Linked DNA regions of Mus musculus: region 2 is linked to region 1. The links are chromatin contacts, called in public HiChIP or PLAC-seq maps. All regions are on one chromosome and are shown on one strand. The core of a region is the stretch at or near the end of the contact, and the rest is flanking DNA. Distances in the headings are between cores, read along the strand shown. Region 1 has its middle 6.0 kb from the start of Ccne1. Region 2 has its middle 20 kb from the start of Pop4.

Region 1 (4,031 bases), core at 923-3,422:
CAGACGTCACAAGCTGTCACGTGGGTTCTAGGAATCGAACCCTGGTCCTCTGGAAGCCCAGCAAGTTCTCTTAATCATCGAGCCATTCTCCAGTCCCCAAGATTTATTTATTTTTATTTTATGTATTTGAGTGTCTTCCAGCAGGTTTGTCTGTGCACTATGTGTTGCCGCAGAGACCAAAAGGTGTCAGAGTCCCCTGGAACTGGAGTTACAGATGGTATGAGCCACCTGACCTGGGGGCGGTGGGAACCGAATCCAGTTCCTCTGCAAGAGCAGCCCTTACTCTTAACCACTGAGCCATCTCTCCATGTGTTTTGCTAATGAGGCGTCACTATGTAGCCCAGGCTAGTTGAGCATTCATGAGTGACTTAGGCTAGTTGAACCTAAGCCTGAGTGTTAGGATGGCAAGTGCATACCACCATAGTCAACCTTGCCTGCATCCTTCTTGCTGTTTGGTTGTGAATGGTGGCCTCTTCTTCACCTTGTCACGGAATCTTAAGGGCAGGATGCCTGGATCACCTTCGTTCCCCAGGACAGAAGTCATCTTGTTTAACAAGCACTGTGTTCAAGAAGGCTTGTGGCCCAAAGCAATGACACAATCACCAAGTCCCTTCTGCTAATCCAGTAGTGTGAAGGACTTGATTACAGGAAATGGGGGTAACAGTCCCCAATATAAGAAATAAATTCTTAGATCTCCCCTCCAGAAACTAATCAGATGTGGAGCTGAAGACATAACTAGCGATCCGAAAGAAAAGGAGGAGGAGGAGGAGGAGGAGGAGGAGGAGGAGGAGGAGGAGGAGGAGGAGGAGGTGGTGGAGGAGGTGGAGGAGGAGGAGGAGGAGGAAGAGGAGGAAGAGGAGGAGGAAGATCAGCACAAGCTGAAGGCACCTGAAGGTGAAGTGATTCCCCAACATCACAATAAAATAGGAATACAGGAGCTGAGATTCACAGAAGGCCATTCCTCTCCAGCGATGGGGACAGTCATGTGGGGATTCAGCAGCCACCTCCACCACGCCAGAGCCACCTTCTTCAGTGCCCCCATTCAGCCTTATCCTGCCTCTGGCATCTCCACCTCCCGTCCCCCACCCATGGCCGGTCCTTTCCCTTAGACCTAATCAAGAATAACTGGTTTTGTGGGATTTGTTTCATTTTGAGATGGATTGGGGGGGGTGTCTCTCATAATTACGGATGGTTGTGAGCCACTATGTGGTTGCTGGGATTTGAACTCGGGACCTTCAGAAGAGCAGGCAGTGCACTTAACCGCTGAGCCACCTCTCCAGCCCTGTTTATTTATATTTTGAGATAGGGCCTTGCTATGTAACCCAACCAGGTCGGCCTTGATCTCACAAGGAACAGTCTATCTCTGCCTCCTGAGTGCAGGGATTAAAGGCATGTGCCACCATGCCCAGTCTACAATTTTGTTTTGTTTTTTTTTAACCCTAGATTTTTTTCACATCTTTAACTATGTGCAGGTGAGTAGGTCTACGTTGAGGGCAAGCAGGTAATTGCTAGTGCCCATGGATAGACACCATAGGTCCAGGACCCAGAATTTTTGTGAGCTGCCTTACATAGACGCTGGGAATTAAACTCAGTCAGTCCCTCTTCAGGAGCAGTGCCTGCTCCTAACCACTGAGCCACCCTCACAGTTTTAAGAGCTTTCCTATTATACTGTCATTATCTCTGCCCACCCACATCTCTTTCCTTCTTGCCCTACTGGAATTTGGTCCCCATTGGACAATGGCTCTCCCCTCTCCCCTCTCCCCTCTCCCCTCTCCCCTCTCCCCTCTCCCCAGGCACTGGCAGCCAGCACTATACTTTCTGTGCCTGTGAGTGTGTGTGCTCCAGGAACCTTGTGAAAGTGGCATCTCCAGATCACCTCCTGCGTTAAACGGCCCGGGACAGGCAGCAGGCTCTGCCTGGGTCCATCTGCTTTAGACATAAACATCTTGATGCTTTCCTTTCCTTGCATCTAGGGATGCTGGCTTTCCATTTAGGGCAGGGACAGGAGGTTTTCCTTTGCAAACACATGGACTAAAGTGGGAAATATAATTTGTAGTAAGAGGTCAAAGGTGGAGAGGCCCTCGGAACCCAGAACGGAGGGTGGAAGGAGGAGGGGGAAGCCTTGCCTTCACATGTGGAATAGCCTTTGTGTTTCTAACACCAGCAAAAGAATGTGCTGGGTACTGAACTCCACACGCCCAGCCTCCCGGAGCCTCCCAGGCCTCCCCGGGCTTCCTATCACCTCCTGGAAAGGCATGCTGAAGCACACCCCTTTGTCCTCTATCCATTCATCTATCCATTTATTTGCACAGACAAGCCAGGTTTCCAGAGTCTGGGCTGTGGTCTGTGCACACTCAGGAGCGGACCTAGTTGTTTCTGGTCTCACCCCCTCCATGCTTTCTTCCTGTAATCTCAATCCTCCCCTGACCCTCCAGGCGCTGAGTCAGCTGGAATTCCTTCCTAGGTGGGGTTTCAAAGCCAGACAAGCAAAGAGAACAGGTTGGTCCCTAAATTAGAAATAAAGATATGGGGCAAAATGACAATCATAACAATACTAAGAGTAGTAATGAATAACGGTGATGATGATGATGGTGGTGGTGATGACGATGATAAAGATGCGAAACGGGGAGCTTCCTGCAGTTGTTGTGCACAGATGTGGGCTCAACTTTGCCAAATTATTCCATTGTCCCACGAGTCGGAAACCCTCATGCATACAGGAATTCACATTTTTGCCGTTTTTCAGTGGGCTGCCAGCACCTGTCTGTGTGTAACTTCTGTTGGTTGCCAGGCCGATTGTAAGTGGATTCCAACGTGACAGATGACAGCGACTGAGGGATGTTAATAGACTTAGGCCTGGCACCCACAGAGGAATGTGTCCCTGGCTTCGCTGACCTAGTGGGTGAGGACCGCTGCCCTGGGGATTCGGAGGCTTGCTGCAAAGCCTGACCAGTTGCTCACTCTCTCACTCACTCATGACAACCATGATTTTCTGTGGCATAAGATAAGAAACCCAATCCCAACTAGCTAAGTCAATACTTGAAAATAATTGATTGGTTCCAGCATCCAGGAAGTTCCCAGTAATCCAGCCTTAAGCTTGATTGGACACAGGGACTCAACAAATCGGAAACCTGCCTCCCAGCAAACACCCCCCCCCCCCTCCACTCTGCTCTCCAGGAAGAGTTTGCCTCCAAAGCAGGTCAACTTATGTGGCAAGATGGCCTCGTGGCTGCAAGCCCACTTCCAGTCAGCCTAGCAACTCCTGAGGAATGTCATTGGCTCCGCTTGGGCCCCAGGCCTGTGCAGAAACCAATCACACAACCAGGAATGTGGTGCTCTGATTGGCCAAGGCCCTGTCTCCCATCAAAGTGCCTCAGAGGGTGGTGCTTAGAGAAAAATGTTGATCTCTGACCAGAAGTGAGAGCTGAGCCTCCTCCCTCAAGCCCCACCTCTGTGTTGCAGCTGTGTCTGTCTTCAGAAAACCCAAAATGAGGAGATTTTCCTGAAAGCTGGGGATATGGAGGTCGGACACAGAACAAAGCACCCTTGTGCCTTTGCCGTGCTGAGGCAGTCAGTGTTTGCAGCATATATGCCCCCAACACCCGACATGCTTATATACCCTCACTTCTTGAAGTGTCTGCAAATTAGCCTCTGATCCTGGCAAGCCAGAGCTTAGCTCAGAGTCCACACGCATCAGCTGTCACCTCTCTTCTATGTGACTCTAAGCTAAAAGGGGATTTTAATTTTCCTAGGAAGTTTTCATCGATCCTAGCTTCCCATGTAAGGTTGAATTGACTGGACGTGCTCCCCGATACAACAGAGTTAGGACTGACCAGTGTTACAGTCTTCCCACTGTGGGGCTCACTGAAACAGCGTGGGCTCGGGAGGCACAGCAAGTTAGCCTTGGGAGCAATTTGGAGCCATCCTTTCCCTGGGCAAACTTCTCCAGCAGCAGGGCCTCTTAACTTCCTATTCATACACATTTAAGGTGGGCTGGAGACATATCTCAGTGGTGAGATTGTTTAACATATTAT
Region 2 (4,031 bases), core at 780-3,279, 140 kb before region 1:
CCCCAATTTAGTGGGTGAGGCAGTGAATAGTGGAGAAGGAGGTCATGTGACTGTGGGGTGGGAAAGGGAAAATGCATGCCTGTGTCCTTTGGGAACTGACCTTAAGATGAAGCCAGACTTCTGCACTGAAGTAATGCAAGCAGACAAACAGGCATGGGGTAGGACCTCTGGTGTCCCCAGATGAGGTCTAGCTGGAAGCTTCAGGCTATGAGTGGACTGGGAAGAAGCCAGGGAAATCAGGCAAGAGTAGAGGGATGGACAGAGGCACCAGGACAAAGAACATATGCCAGTGAGGAGGTGGCTCTGGCCTGTGAGGAATATCTGCATCCTAGACCAGGGTCAGCATTGAAGATGCACAGAAGAAAGGTTTTCTTTGTTGTTTGTTTGAATGCCGGGAAGGAAACGAACACCATTGAGCCTGTGACCATGACCCATACTCCCAGCCTTTTTTGATCTTTCATTAGTTGATTAGTTTTGATTCTTTTTTTTTTTTTTTTTTTTTTTTTTTGGTTTTTCGAGACAGGGTTTCTCTGTATAGTCTTGGCTGTCCCGGAACTCTCTTTGTAGACCAGGCTGGCCTCGAACTCAGAAATCCGCCTGTCTCTGCCTCCCAAGTGCTGGGATTAAAGGCGTGCGCCACCACGCCCGGCTTGATTCTTTTTTTAAAATAGGGTCTCTAGCTTTACAGCACAGGCTAGCCTGAAACTTACCCTATATACCAGGCTATCTGGGAACTCAGGATCTCTCTGCCTCACCCTTCCAAATGCTAGGATTGTAGGCATATTATATTCCACCACAGCCATCTCAGATATTGTTATGAGGCATGGGAACAGTACTCATGAGCACGGTGTCAGAAACGCAATCTCTGTCCCTTTGAACCTTTGTGTACCCACAACCAGGGCCTAAAGGCAGAAAGGCTTACTAGGAGAGACATGCATTCTAGACCAGTGCATAGGGAAGCCTAGGCCTGCTGGCAGCAGCCCCAAAGAGATAGAAACAGTACAGCCACCATGGTCTTAGAGAACAGGAAAGTGGGAAGGGAGGCAGGGAAGCCAGCTAAGTCCCAGAGAACAAGATCAAGGGGGCACAGCTGAGTGGCATCACAAAAGTGCCTTGCCTCTCTTATTTTTGTGACCTTAGGCAAAGCACCATAGTCCTCCTAGTAGCCCTGTGTCCTTTAAAAATAAATGGTATGAGTGATGTGTGTGACGGATAAAGTTCTTGTGTGTGGCTTCACCCCACAGTCATGGATCTACAGCACTGTCCTCCAAATAAGGACCAGGGGCTTTCCAAAGCTGCCCCTGCCTCAGCAAACTCTAGCTGGGAACACAAGCTAGCCCTACGACGTCTGCATTGGTGACTCCTAGTAAGCTGAGGCCATAGATGCATCTGCCTAGAATCATGCAAGCGCAGGTGGGTCACATGACCGAACCTCTCCGCAGAATCATCTGTGTCTCCAGAACTTAAACTCACCTTGAGTAAAATCTCCATTGACAGGATAGAACCAAGACTATTTTCTTCGAGGTAGGAGGAGCCCCCACCAGGTCTGCAGTTGAACCCGTGTTTGCTACAGGTTTTACAGACTGCAATAATCATTGAACACCCTATTATCCGGCAGCCTAATTAACATAACAGATAGTTACAGTCTGCTTGTTGAGGCTGATTTTCCTCTGGGTAGGCCCTGACAGCCGCCTGGGCGCCATTCCAGGAGCTTTTTATGGTGATAACCCCTCCTTGGCTGTGTCGAGCCTGAGGTAAGCATAGCCTTAAATAATGAAGACAGAGAGGGTCAGGGCTCCCAGAGTAGTGCAGCTCAAACTGCATCTAGAATCTCATGGCAGCCCAGCCCTGTGATGGCTCTCTTTTCTGATGCAGAGTCTCAGCTGCCCCTCAAAAATGCATGTGGACACATTCCTAGGCTTCCCTTTCAGGCAAACAAAGAAATTGCTTATCCCCCACATCTCACTAGGTCTGCACTTCTGCCTCTGTGTATGTCTCCCTTCCTCATGCCAGCCTTCCCTCTGTCCTTTGGCTCACATGAAGCTGATGTTTGCCAGAGTCTGAAACAGCCAGCCTGACTGGTCTGCTTACTGCAGCTACACTAGCTTAAGCTTGGTTCCAGGCATCAGACTGGGATGGCTCCCTGCCATAGGCCTATATCTTTACCTGGTCAGGCTACTGTCACACTTAAACACACACACACACACACACACACACACACACACACACACACACACACACACACACAAAACAGGCCAGGGCTGGTGAGATGGCTCAGTGGTTAAGAGCACTGACTGTTCTTCCAAAGGTCCTGATTTCAAATCCCAGCAACCACATGGTGGCTCACAACCATCCATAATGAGATCTGACACCCTCTTCTGGTATGTCTAAAGACAGCTCCAGTGTACTGACAATAAACAAACAATAAATAAATCTTTGGGCTGGAGCGAGCAGGAATGGAGTGAGCAGAGGTCCTGAGTTAAATTCCCAGCAACCACATGATGGCTCACAACCATCTGTACAGCTACAGTGTACTCATATGCATAAAACAAATACATAAAGCTTAAAAATAAAAAACCACAGACCAGGTACATTATAAAAGTCTTCTGTGGACTAGAGAGATGGCTCAGCGGTTAAGACTGCTCTTCCAGGGGTCCTTAGTTCAATTCCCAACAACCACATGGTGGCTCATAATGGGATCTGATGCCCTCTTCTGGTGTGTCTGAGGACAGCAATAGTGTACTCACATACATAAAATAAATAAACCTTTTTTAAAAAAACAGTTTTATAAAAGTTTTTTGCAATGCTCTGAATGCTGGGTTGTCCAAGCAAAGTTTCACACAATTTGATATTAACTAGGCCCCCAATCTATAAAATAGCTATCTCACTGGAACCTCACATGGCCAAGGGCCAATGGGGTCTCTGAGAAATCTTCAAAAAGGCACAGTGCTCATGAACCATGGCTCAATCTCTCCTAAAGACATTATCCACAATTTTGTAGTTGGTTGTTTGCCTGTTTGTGAGACATGGTTTTACAAGGAACTCTGACTGCACTTGTAACTTGCTGTACAATCCAAGATGGCCCCAAACTCCCTGCCTCATATACATACATACATACATACATACATACATACATACATACATACACACACACATACATACAGACATTCACATATACATACAAACATACATACATACATACATACATACATACATACATACATACATACATACGGACATTCACATATACATACAAACAAACATACATACACATATACACACATATAGATACACACATATACACATGTACATATATACAGACCCTGCCTCAGCTGGGAACCAACATACACAACTAACCCCACCTGTTAGTTTGGATCTGCAAAGTCCCCCATGGGTTCATGAGTTTGATTCCATATCCCCCATGTAGAGGTGCTGTTTTGGAAGGTCTTAACAGGATAGTCTAGCTTTGCTTCCATCTTGTGCTGTCTGCCTTGTGGTCCACATCATGTGAAGAAACAGCCACAAGCTCCTACCACACAGACCAAGCAGCGCGTTCTCTCCCACTACACTGCTGTAAAATAATGTCAAACCATGAGGTAAACCAAACTATCCTTCCCCTAAAGGGTTTCTGTCAGATATCCTGGTCACAATCACATAAAGGTAACTAAAAAATCATTGTATTTGGGAATTGGCTTCAATGTGAGTTTTGAGAAAACACAAATATTCAGTGTTCGGCAGTCTGCCTGGCTTCTATCAGTGCCTCAGAGATATAGATGTTGGGTGTCACCTTTCAGAGAGCCCTACCCATCCCTTCTAACTCAACCTGTCCCTTTCTCTTGAAAAACTGACTTACTACAGACAGTCTATTCTCATCTATGTGCAAAAGGTGGGTGTCTTAGTTATGATTTTATTGCTGTGAACCGATACCATGACCAAGGCAATTCTTATAAAGTCAAACATTTAACTGGGGCTAGCTTACAGTTTCAAAGTTTTTGTCCATTGTCATCATGGAAGAAGCATGGCAGAGTGTG

The links. HiChIP or PLAC-seq counts read pairs in DNA pulled down with a chosen protein or histone mark.
Region 2: a contact with region 1 is called in an H3K27ac HiChIP or PLAC-seq map of embryonic stem cells, with 5 read pairs. The contact joins two enhancer-like sites. A contact is called at or near these places in 3 of 39 promoter capture datasets (the 3T3-L1 cell line, the HPC-7 cell line, HPC-7-derived erythroid cells and 1 more), 3 of 484 Hi-C or Micro-C datasets (all in embryonic stem cells), 1 of 115 datasets of contacts at active chromatin or transcription factors (embryonic stem cells) and 2 of 9 other capture datasets (adipose tissue and liver).

What each region holds. Positions count from the first base shown.
Region 1 is chr7:38,111,467-38,115,497 of GRCm38.p6, reverse strand. No RefSeq gene overlaps it. Among named protein-coding and RNA genes, the nearest start is that of Ccne1, 6.0 kb to the right of the region's middle. Within about 2 kb of position 2,172, at least 73 of the 459 cell types and tissues checked have an H3K27ac peak or open chromatin away from gene starts, as enhancers often do. A contact at or near this core is called in embryonic stem cells, where this site is marked.
Region 2 is chr7:38,249,724-38,253,754 of GRCm38.p6, reverse strand. No RefSeq gene overlaps it. Among named protein-coding and RNA genes, the nearest start is that of Pop4, 20 kb to the left of the region's middle. Within about 2 kb of position 2,029, at least 28 of the 459 cell types and tissues checked have an H3K27ac peak or open chromatin away from gene starts, as enhancers often do. A contact at or near this core is called in embryonic stem cells, where this site is marked.